Linked DNA regions of Mus musculus: region 1 is linked to region 2. A link is a contact called in public HiChIP or PLAC-seq data. All regions are on one chromosome and are shown on one strand. The core of a region is the stretch at or near the end of the contact, and the rest is flanking DNA. Distances in the headings are between cores, read along the strand shown.

Region 1 (5,446 bases), core at 1,211-3,710, 430 kb after region 2:
TTAAATAGCCTTGGAGCTCAAGATCCTCTCACCTGCCCTGGGATTGCAGACATGATCCACCATGCCTGGTTCATTTTTCCAGGTCTTATGGGTCAGGAATCTGACTTTCTTACCTAACTGCCTTTGGCATAAAGGATCTCGTGAGACCATGGTGGAGTTGCTTCATGGTGGTGTCAGCTAAAGGCTCAGCTGGATTGGGGAATGTGATCTGGTCCGTGTAACTGTCTGCAGGCTTGCTCTCCTGACCACTGGGTCCTCTCGGGGTGAACCAGAGCACCCAAAGCAGAATCCCAGTCTGTAACGTCACGTGCTGTCCCTGTCTAGTTAGAGTCGCTCGCAGCCAGCAGCCCACAATTCAGGGGAAGAATAACGTGGGACTCAAATACTAGATGAGTGGGGCCATCTTAAAGGCTGGTGGTCACACACTGGACAGTGGTCACCATGCGAATAGAATGCTGACATCTTTCTGTTTAAGAAAAAAGTAAAAGCCAACCATTAGTTAGTTACTCATAAAGAGGTCAGCTCTAGAATCCCCCTTAGTCTCCCTTCATCGGTACTCACCAGGGTGCGTTTGCTTTCTTGTCTTTCTCTTTAGGGAAAGAATGCATTTTTTAAGGATTTAACTTCAATTCAGTTATTACCTAGTGGGGAAATGGATCCAAATTTTATTTCAGTAAGACAACAGGTAAGTTAGTCAGTGAATTTTCTTGTTTCTTAGGAGGAAATAGCAAAGTAGAAATACAGCTGTCTTTTAAAAGGATGGCCTACTTCTTCAAGTGATTCCCAGGAGCTAGTTTCCCTAGTGTGTGTGCCTTTATTGAGAGAAAAACCATTTTCGAGCCAGTGGGACAGTTGAGTGAAGACACTTGGTGACCTTGATTCCATCTCATGCTAGAGGAGAGAACTGATTCCTCCACTCATGCTATGGCATTGTGTGCACATGTGTACACATAAATGCACACACACACATATATATATTTTAAAAATTAAAAATATTTTTAATGTAGTCTGTTTGACAAAGTTGGCTTGAGGCACTTTTAATTATGTTATTGATGTGTCTGGGAGGAGCTTGTCCTGTGGCAATGAGTATGGAGGGGCAAGGGCAGCTCTGGGGTTAGTTCTCCTCCACCTGGAGAGGACCTCTTGGGATTGAACACAGGCCACCAGCTTACAGAGCAAGCACTGGGCTACTTTTAAATGAAAAGTACTGACGAGGCAGTGCTGTGCCTTCCTGTCTTCAAGTTCTTACTGAAAGTTGTCAGTGCAGCTGTCCAGGCTCAGCATTCCAAGGACAAAGATCCCTCTGCAGAAGCAGCAAACACTCATTGGAAAGACCTCAACTGGCCAGGTTTGGCTGTGGACTTAGCCCATCACCTTCAAGTGAGCGACGATGTCATTCGAAGGCACTATGTGGGGGAGCTGTACAGCCATGGAGCTGACCTCTTAGGAGAGGAGGTAAGAGTGGCCCGAGATGCTCATTGGCCTCTGAGGAGAGGAGGTAGGGATGACCCGAGATGCTCATGGGGTGGAAGTTATAAAACACACAGCCAGAGCTGGATATAGTGCTGTGTGCATTTGGGATGCAGAAGCAGGAGGATAAGAACTTTTAAGGTCAGCCTCATCTACATAAACCAGTTTGGACATGAGACCAAGTCTAGTCAACAAAGGAATAGAAAGCTGTGTCTGTCTGGATTTGTGCCTGCTGCCAGGTTCATACAGACACAGAGCAGTAAACAGGTGAGGCCCCTTGAGGATTGATCATCTGCTGGAACAGAGAAGCATGAAGTTCTGTACCAAGAGATGAACGTAAACCGAGTCACAGGAGTCTCAGTGGGTGAAAGAAAGTGGTAACGAAACCGCCCTCAAGGAGAACCAACTAGCCGCTCCCAGAGCTGAGGAACAGAGGAGTCCAAAGGTCCAGAGATAGGGAGCAGCGTGGCAAGGTCCAAGACCAGAAAGCCAGTGTGGCTGCCAGACCTCATAAGCAATGAGTCAGGGTGGGTAGGTATGCACTCAGGCTAGGAGCGAGTGACTCCATCAGCAATAAGGAGAGGTTGGCTGTTCTCCAAGCCCGAGGCCACTTCGGAGTACTCAGTAGCCGTCAGACGGCAGAATCTAACACTCTCCCATTTTTTGTAAATGAGATACAGTGTCATGAATTGAAAATTTAGGTAACAAAAATTAGCTGATGAGCAAAAGTTGGGTTTAAATTCTAGGTCAATTTCAATTTCCCTTCGTCCGTACACCTGAGAGCCGAAGTAGAGTCTTCATTGGCAACCCTGGGACAATAGCTCTTGCTGAATTGTTTCTCCATGTTCACCCTCAGGCCATTTTTCAAGTTCAGGACAAAGAAGTTCTGGCGTCTCAGCTGCTAGTGCTGACCGGGCAAAGGCTGGCTCACGCGCTTTTCCACACCCAGACGAAGGAAGGCATGGAGCTGCTGGCCAGACTCCCGCCCACACTCTGCACCTGGCTGAAGGCAATGGTGAGTGGAGGGCGGCGTGAGCAGACGCTCCGCGATGGATGGCCTCGCCAGGGAGCTTCTTTGGTTTTTTTGAGACAGGGTTTCTCTGTGTAGCCCTGGCTGTCCTGGAACTCACTTTGTAGACCAGGCTGGCCTTAAACTCAGAAATCTGCCTGCCTCTGCCTTCCGAGTGCTGGGATTAAAGGCGTGCACCACCACGCCCGGCCAAAGAGATGCTTTTATTGGGAGAACTTCCACAGTAAAGCTTAAGTCAGTAAGGTCATGTTTGGCTGCATCAAACTAATGGCTGTCCTGTCCCATTCGCAGAACCCTCAGGATCTTCAGAACACTGGCGTGCCTATTGCAGCAACAGCTAAACTCGTGCATAAAGTGATGGAGCTCCTGCCAGAGAAGCACGGGCAGTACAGCCTCGCCTTACACCTCATCGATGCCGTGGAAGCCATGGCGACTTTATGACAGTAGCCTACAGTCCTGTGACTACATGAACCACTGCATGTCATTTTTCATAGTAAGATCTGGAACTTCGGAAGGTTTTTTTTTTTGTATAATAAATAAATATATTACTTTAAAATGTGCAATCCTGTCTAAATTCCCCATCTTCAGCAAAGACTGAAGATAAACTATAAACACATTAACTATCCTGTGACTAATGCAGATGCTTTATTCTTTATTTTTTCATTCAAATAAGCAGTTTTATTGTTAAACTTTGGTATTGTTACTGGTTATAATTTGCAGATTTTGTTCTTAGTGTAGTAGTCTAGTTCCTATCCAAATGATTCCGTGGGGATTAAGTGTGTTCACACTGCTTCCATGAGCACACTAGAGATACAGCCCATGTCCCTTTCAAACACACAGAGATGTCCTCATGGTTGGTCGTGTACCGGGATGCCACCTGGCAGGGAGCTCTGGGTGCTAACCACTTCCTGTCCAGGGTGCTACTGCTGTCAGAGGAGAAATGGCTTGAGATCAGCAGGGGACCGGGGAACTTGGGGAAGGACCTCAAGTCTGTTGTCCTTGCCAGACTTAGGAATCAGAGGTGTGAACAAAGCAGCAAGATCAGTTATTATGTAAATTAAAATTTACTCTATTTTGTCAAGTTCCAAAATTGTATCCACATCAGGTAATTGTAAAAATGTATTATCTTGTAAGACATGTTTAAAAAAAAAGAACAAAGCAAAGAAACAATATTTAAAAATTCAACTTTATTTTTCTTCCAAGTGTTCAAAACTGTCTGTTTCTGGGACTTGGTCATGTTGCCTGTCCGGGAACAGGATGGGGCACTTTGTGCTGTCACAGCCTTAGCATACCTACCTCAGCTAGGTGGAGAAGATGAGCCTCGGCTAGTGTTGGACCCTGTAGTGCCTAGAGCAGTCCAAGTGCTGACAAGTGTGAGGAAATGCACTGCGCTCTGCAGATCAGCAAGCCCTGGCTGCAGTTCAAGTGTATCTGGAATGTAGCCATATAGTGCAATTATTGCTGTCTGCCATGGTCATGGTTGCTCACAGTACGTGTACCATACTCATTCTAATCAAGGGAAGAAGCCAACTCCATTAGAAGGCTGAGAATACTCTTCAGGGACTCCACAACAAAGTGACAGACACCCAGGCGCACACAAATATCAATTCTTTGTCATTAGAAAGTTAGATCTAAATAAGATTGTGACTGGCTAAAACTAACTCCGCTGACTGTCAGGTTTCAAATCTTCAGAGAAAAATGTTTCCGATGTTGCTCGGGTGGCTCTGAGGAGCAGCCAGCTTGTGCGGGAATCCCTGCAATCACAGCTTGACTGACATACATACCATCCTTGACACAGTCCTGAGTAGGTCCACTTGCCCCAGGACCTTCTGCAGCACTCTGGAAGGCACAGGATGTGGGCAGCTTGCCAGGAAAGCCTCCTGCTGCAAGCACTGCTAATTGCTAATGATGTTGGTCTTTTTCCTCTAATCCCATTAAGTCTTTTGGGAGGGGGGTAGCTTGCATTTTTGGGGGGAATAAAACTGACTAAATGAACCAGAACACAGATTATTAAGTCTTTAGATATATCATCTAAAAAGTTTATAAAATGCATAGAATTTTAAAACTAAGTCCTGAGTTTAACAAAAGCAATTAACAGTCTACTACTTCACTAAGGGCTTTTAAAATAATTCTGGTAAGAAAGGAAAATTAACATGTATGTATCCATTCTCTAACAACAAAGTGTCACAAAATAATTAGGTTCTAACACACGGTGGTGTCCTGCAACAAGGGCGTGGCATGTGCTGGAAACCTTAGTATTTCCCTAGACACTGCCCCTCTTCTTACGATTACATATGTTTACCTTATTAATGAAGGTGTTTAAATAATCCTAACTTCTCTATTCCAGGTTATGTTAGATGTACAAATGGAGGGGCCGGGAGAAATGTAGTCAGCAGTACACAGCACCAGGCTTCCCAATGCTTCATTCACACTTTTGCAAAGATTGACCTGTTAGAAAAGTTCATCTAAGGCCAGTGTAAAGCCTGCTACATTGAAATAGCTTCGTAATATATGATTCCTTGTGATTTAAAATCATGGAAAACTAAACTTAGTACCAGTAAGCTTACACCGATTATAGCATTCACTTAGAAGTTGCTATAATCCACTTCATTAGGAAACAATATCTTACAGTGCACACACAGCAGCAGCAGAGCACGCCCTTCCACCTCACGGGGTGGAGTGCTGGGCAACTAGCTTCTACTTAGTAGATTAGACATCCTTGGAAATCAATCCAGTATTGGGTTGTTTAAGAAATGCTCTATTTATCTAATGTCAATGTATTGTTAAGTAGTGAATTCTGTATATACTGTTATTCCTGTCTATTCATTATTGTGAACTTATGTATATTAGTGAAATAAATTAACGCTTCGTGTTATTTCCTCCACTGTTCATACCCGTAGGAACACAGAGATTTCTCCTCTTGAATAACAATTTGGTGATGCTCTT
Region 2 (5,202 bases), core at 832-3,331:
CCAGAGTGTGTGTGTATGAATGTATAAAAGCTATAAAAAGCTAAAAGCAATAAATAAAAGTGATTTAGCCATTTTCTGCTTCATTTGGTGTGTGTGTTTTCTGTGTGAGTAGCTCCTTTCTTTTCTCTTTTACACAGAATTAACCAGCCAAGTCAATAAAGGGTCTCCTGGCTGCCTGGCCAGAGAAGGGAGCACTAGCAATAAATCCTTTACCTAACCCCCCCCCACACACACACACAACCTCCAACCCCCACCCCCACTGTTAGCATCAATAGGTCCACAGGCCCGCAGCTTCAGGCTTTAGAGAAACTTAAAGTCAAGCTGGGTATATATTATTATAGAGAGCAACCCTACTCTCTCACAGGACCAAGTCTTACCCCTGCTGACACTCTTCCCCCTTGGCTACCTTCAGGAGAGATCCAGAGCTCCAGAGCTGGCTTCCAGCAGAACCCAGCTCCTCTAGAAGAACATCCAGAGCGCTTAACCACTGACCCATGCTTCTGACATCATGAACTCCTCTGAATCCATAAGCCCAAATGAACCTTTGTCTTTCTGTAAGTTGCTCTTGATCACAGCATTTTATTGTAATAACAGAAAAGCAGTCGACACAGCATCCCAAGTCCCGTGCCTATGAATATGTTACCATCTCTGGAAAAACAGACTTACCTGAGGTGCTGAAGCTAGAGAGCCTGGTGTGGGACATATTCTGCTTTATTCACGGTATATAATATTTGTGAATAGTTATGTTCACAAATAAATTACATTTATTTGTTATATATTTATATATAAATATATATTTGTATATTTATATAATATATAAAAATATATTAACAAGGGTTCCTACAAAGGAGAAGAAACGAAAGAGCAAGAGCAGACGCAGTGATGGCTGGGCACACAGGGCGGATGAAGCTCCAGGGTTTGAAAACGTGGAGGGCCGTGAGTCAGCAATCATGTGCGGCCTGTGGGAGCTGGGGAGACAGCATCAGAAATACATATGGGAAAAGCACAACTATTCAGAACCAAACACCCACTCCTAAACAGCAGCCGGTCAGAGAATAAATCATGAGGGGGACTAGAAAACATGGCTAAGCCAACAAGGATAAAAATAAAGCAGGAAGAACTTGTAGGACCATGCTGGAGCAGCACTGAGAGGAACTCGGATCCGAACAGAGAAAAGACCTGAAGCTGGGTTAGTGAGGTGGCTCAGTGGGTTAGGGTGGCTGCCAACAAACCTGACCACCTGAGTTTGGATCCAGGAACACACAAGGTAGTAAAGAAAGGTTGTCTTTGACTTCCATATATAGAAGGTGGCACATACACACACAAACACAGACTGACCAACTGACAGACAGACAGACACACACACAGACTGACCAACTGACTGACAGACAGACAGACACACACACAAACACAGACTGACCAACCGACAGACAGACACACACACACACAGACTGACCAACTGACAGACAGACACACACACACAAACACAGACTGACCAACTGACAGACAGACAGACACACACACACAAACACAGACTGACCAACCAACAAACAGACAGACACACACAGCTGGATGTGGTAGCACAGTCCTTTAATCCTAGCACTCAGGAGACACAGACAGGTTGATCTTTGTTACTTTGAGGCAACTAGAGCTACATAGTGAAACATTGTTTCATATATATATATATATATTTGAAGCTGGAGGCAGGAGCAGATGCAGAGGCCATGGAGGGGTGCTGCTTACTGGCTTGCTCCTTGTGGTTTGCTCAGCTTGCTTTTTTCATTTGGAGGTTCTAGAAGGGGAGCATCGAGCAATCCTCTATTCAGGGAAGGTCTTCCTGAATACTCTTCAACCAAAGCCCAGTGTGCAGCTCCAGGAAGGACACACATGGAGCCACCAAGGAGGAAACAAACACCTGCCTAGCCAGCCAGATCAGCCGAATCAACCCAGGTGATCAACAGGGTGACAGAGTAACAGATATTGCAGCCAGAATGATCTCACATCCTCAGCCTGTTCTCTTATAGAACCTAGAACTACCAACCCAGAGATGACATCACCCACAGTGGGCTGGGTTCTTGCCCATCAATCATTAACTAAGACAATGCCCTTCAGCAGGAAGTTTTGTTTTGTTTTTCAAGACAGGGTTTTTCTGTGTAGCCCTGGCTGTCTGTCCTGAAACTCACTTTGTAGACCAGGCCAGCTTTGAACTCACAGAGATCCCCCTGCCTCTGCCTCTGCCTCTGCCTCTGCCTCTGCCTCTGCCTCTGCCTCTGCCTCTGCCTCTGCCTCTGCCTCTGCCTCTGCCTCTGCCTCTGCCTCTGCCTCTGCCTCTGCCTCTGCCTCTGCCTCTGCCTCTGCCTCTGCCTCTGCCTCCAGAGTCCTAGTATTAAGGCATGTACCACCTTTGCCCAGCTCCTTCAGCCAGATCTTACAGAGGCATTGAAGTCCCCCCTTTTCAAAGACTGGTTCGTGTCAAGGCGACCTGAACCTACCTAGCCATCATACTGAGTGACTAATGTTCTAGCTTAAGACATGAGAGAGAGAGAGAGAGAGAGAGAGAGAGAGAGAGAGAGAGAGAGAGAACTAAATCTAAAAGAAGCAGAAAGAAGATAGTTATGGAGATTAGATAAATGAAATAGCTGGGCACTCGATCGTGTGTGTTGCTAAGATTGAATGCACCCACTGGGTAAGTGCACTGTCACCTAGCTGCATCACAAGTCCTTTCAGGATGTAAAATACAGGTGTTAAATACAGGTTACTAAATCCTCACAGGCATTCGAGAGTACCATCCAGTCTCCTGGGTTCAGGGATGGCTGAAGATACATATGTGTAACCCAAGAGCAAGTCCTATAGGGACTACTCACTCCTGACCACTTGAACTCCTATTTCTCTAGATGTGGCTCTCTTTCTCCTTAAATGGTGGGTTGGGACAGCTGGTTTTAACCGTCAAATTGGCATAACCTAGAATTTCCTGAGAAGAGAGTCTCAGACTGTCTAGCCCTGGTTGGGCCATGGGCGTGTCTCTTGGGGGATTCTCCCAATTGTCTTAGTTGATTTGGAAAGATGCACCAGCTATTAATAAAGAGAAAGGCTTCAGTTGTCTACACTGCACACACTTGCTCAGGGAGCGTGGCCCCTAGGTAGCCTCCTTTTAACGCAGACCTTGGTCTCTGAAAGCAACAAACCAGTTGCCTTTAAAACCCTCCCCCCTCCTCTCCTTTGTCTCCCCCTTTCTCTCTTTTTTGTTTGCTTTTTGAGAGAAGGTCTTATGTAGCTCAGGCTGGCCTCAAACTTACCATGTGGCTGAGGATAGCCTTGAAACCCTATCCTTAGGCCACTCTCTCCTAAGTGCTGGGGTTGCAGGCATGCCCAACCCCTCCCCCATCCGGCTACACAAGATTTTTTCCAACCAACTTTGGAGAAACCACCCGTGATGGGCCCACAGTTTCTCAAATGGGAAGCACCGTGCTGTGGGAATGCCAGTGGTAAGTCATTTGTCATAGTGCACATCACATGTCATGAGGTAGAGGGGCAGACAGTAGAGGGGAGCCACGTTGAGGCTGAGGACCCAGAGTGCCTGAGGACCAGACACAAGAAAGCCTTTTAGGTTCTACCTAGGAGGAAGGGGTGACCCAGAAAGCAGGGTGAGAGCTACCTGAAGTCTACCTAGGTAGGACCTTATGCACCTCTGTCCACTCAGTTCCTCATTTCAATCCTGAGGAGAGTCCTATCATGTCCTTGAGCTGTCATGAGGGTGATGAACAGACACCAAGCACTCGAAAGACCCTGGGTTGTTCTGAAGGACACACATTCCCCAACACACAAAGCCCTCCTCATCCCAGGTACCAGTGTTCCCTCAGGAGGAGTCACACTGAGCCTTCAAGCAGAGCCCAGTACCAAGAGACATCAGTAGGTTGACTGTGTACAATAAGCTTCTGCCTCCCTTAGGGAGGCTAAGGTCAGGGTCTGGGCCAGTCACGTGACCATCCAAGTGCCAAGGTAAGGATGACAACAAGAAGCCGGAAGCACTGCAGCCACCACAGAAAACCCTGGGCCTTTTCCTCTCGTGCTGCTGGCCCAGCCTAGAGGCATTGTGCACATTAAATAAATAAACAGCAGGCCTGGGCCTCAGCTCAAAGGCTTCACCTCTCTTCCTCCCTGTTGCCAAGCTGCTCCTGCTTTCCCTACTCCTCAGGACACAGGCCAGCCTTTCTTAGTCCCCCTCCCTTTCTGTCAACCCAGTTTAGACCCAGGCTATTCTGGACCCATGGGACTGGGTGGGTTTTCTCAGACCATGTGTGGGATCCCATGGTCACCCCTTCTCCTCTTTAGACCCCATGAAATGTTCACCACCCTGCTAACTGGCTTCTTCCTGGAACGTCAGTTTCCTCCCGCATTATGCCCTGGGCACTCTGGGTTTGCAATCTCAACATGGCTGCCCTCTGCCCTCTGCCCTCCTCTCTGACAGCTCCACGCAGGTCTTCCCTTGCCTGGGTACCTTCCTGTGACTCTCCTATCCATCCTCTGTCAGACTTTGCCCACTCTGCACTTGAAGCTGGATTCACCTCATTTGCTTTGTCCATGGTGACTGCCAGCTCTTTGTCATCTGTCTTTGCCATGACTCTACTAGGAAGCCCACACGGTGAACTAGGTTCCTGTGGGGTCAACACAACCTGTGGCCGGGTGTGGAGTTATGATACCTACTTCCCCAGATGCAGTGCCACAGGGGTTCAGCAAGGGTCCCCAGCAGACACTCACCTTCAGGACATCTGATCAGCTTAGATTCCCAGAAATGCTCAAAGGAACCTCAAATACCTCAGAGGGCCAGTAGTAGAGGGGTCAACATCTGGCCTGCAAGCCCCTCCTCCCAGGACTGTCTACACGGCTCAGGCTTTGTTGAAGTGAAAGGGAAAAGCAATCATATGTATCCATCTCTCTTACTCTGCACTTCATGCTTCTGACAGCAGATGTGTGTGCGCCTTCTCCAGCTGACACCAATAGGTGAAAATCTGGTACTCAGTTGCATGCTGATCTGACTGAGCTGGGATTAGCTCCCTCGGTCTCAGGTGTTAATCCTGAGAGCCTGCCTCCAACCCAGACTCTACTGTAAGCAATAAGTGGTGTATCAGCTGTACTTCTGGTTAACTGGAGATATATATATATATATATATATATTCACTGTTCTCATGACCCTGTGAATCT

Evidence for each region. HiChIP or PLAC-seq counts read pairs in DNA pulled down with a chosen protein or histone mark.
Region 1: a FOXA1 HiChIP or PLAC-seq map of pancreatic cancer cells shows a contact between it and region 2. The contact joins two enhancer-like sites. A contact is called at or near these places in 2 of 39 promoter capture datasets (hippocampal neurons and trophoblast stem cells) and 2 of 115 datasets of contacts at active chromatin or transcription factors (embryonic stem cells and pancreatic cancer cells).

The regions. Positions count from the first base shown.
Region 1 is chr1:185,281,056-185,286,501 of GRCm38.p6, forward strand. It overlaps Rab3gap2 (RAB3 GTPase activating protein subunit 2), which reads left to right. Exons shown (of 35, transcript NM_001163754.1): 32 at 596-685; 33 at 1,243-1,455; 34 at 2,327-2,485; 35 at 2,792-5,446. The coding sequence ends at 2,941. Among named protein-coding and RNA genes, the nearest start is that of Mir194-1, 30 kb to the right of the region's middle. Within about 2 kb of position 2,461, at least 57 of the 459 cell types and tissues checked have an H3K27ac peak or open chromatin away from gene starts, as enhancers often do. A contact at or near this core is called in pancreatic cancer cells, where this site is marked.
Region 2 is chr1:184,856,425-184,861,626 of GRCm38.p6, forward strand. It overlaps Gm34451 (a long non-coding RNA gene), which reads left to right. Exons shown (of 2, transcript XR_865818.3): 2 at 1-72. Among named protein-coding and RNA genes, the nearest start is that of Mtarc2, 13 kb to the left of the region's middle. Within about 2 kb of position 2,082, at least 20 of the 459 cell types and tissues checked have an H3K27ac peak or open chromatin away from gene starts, as enhancers often do. A contact at or near this core is called in pancreatic cancer cells, where this site is marked.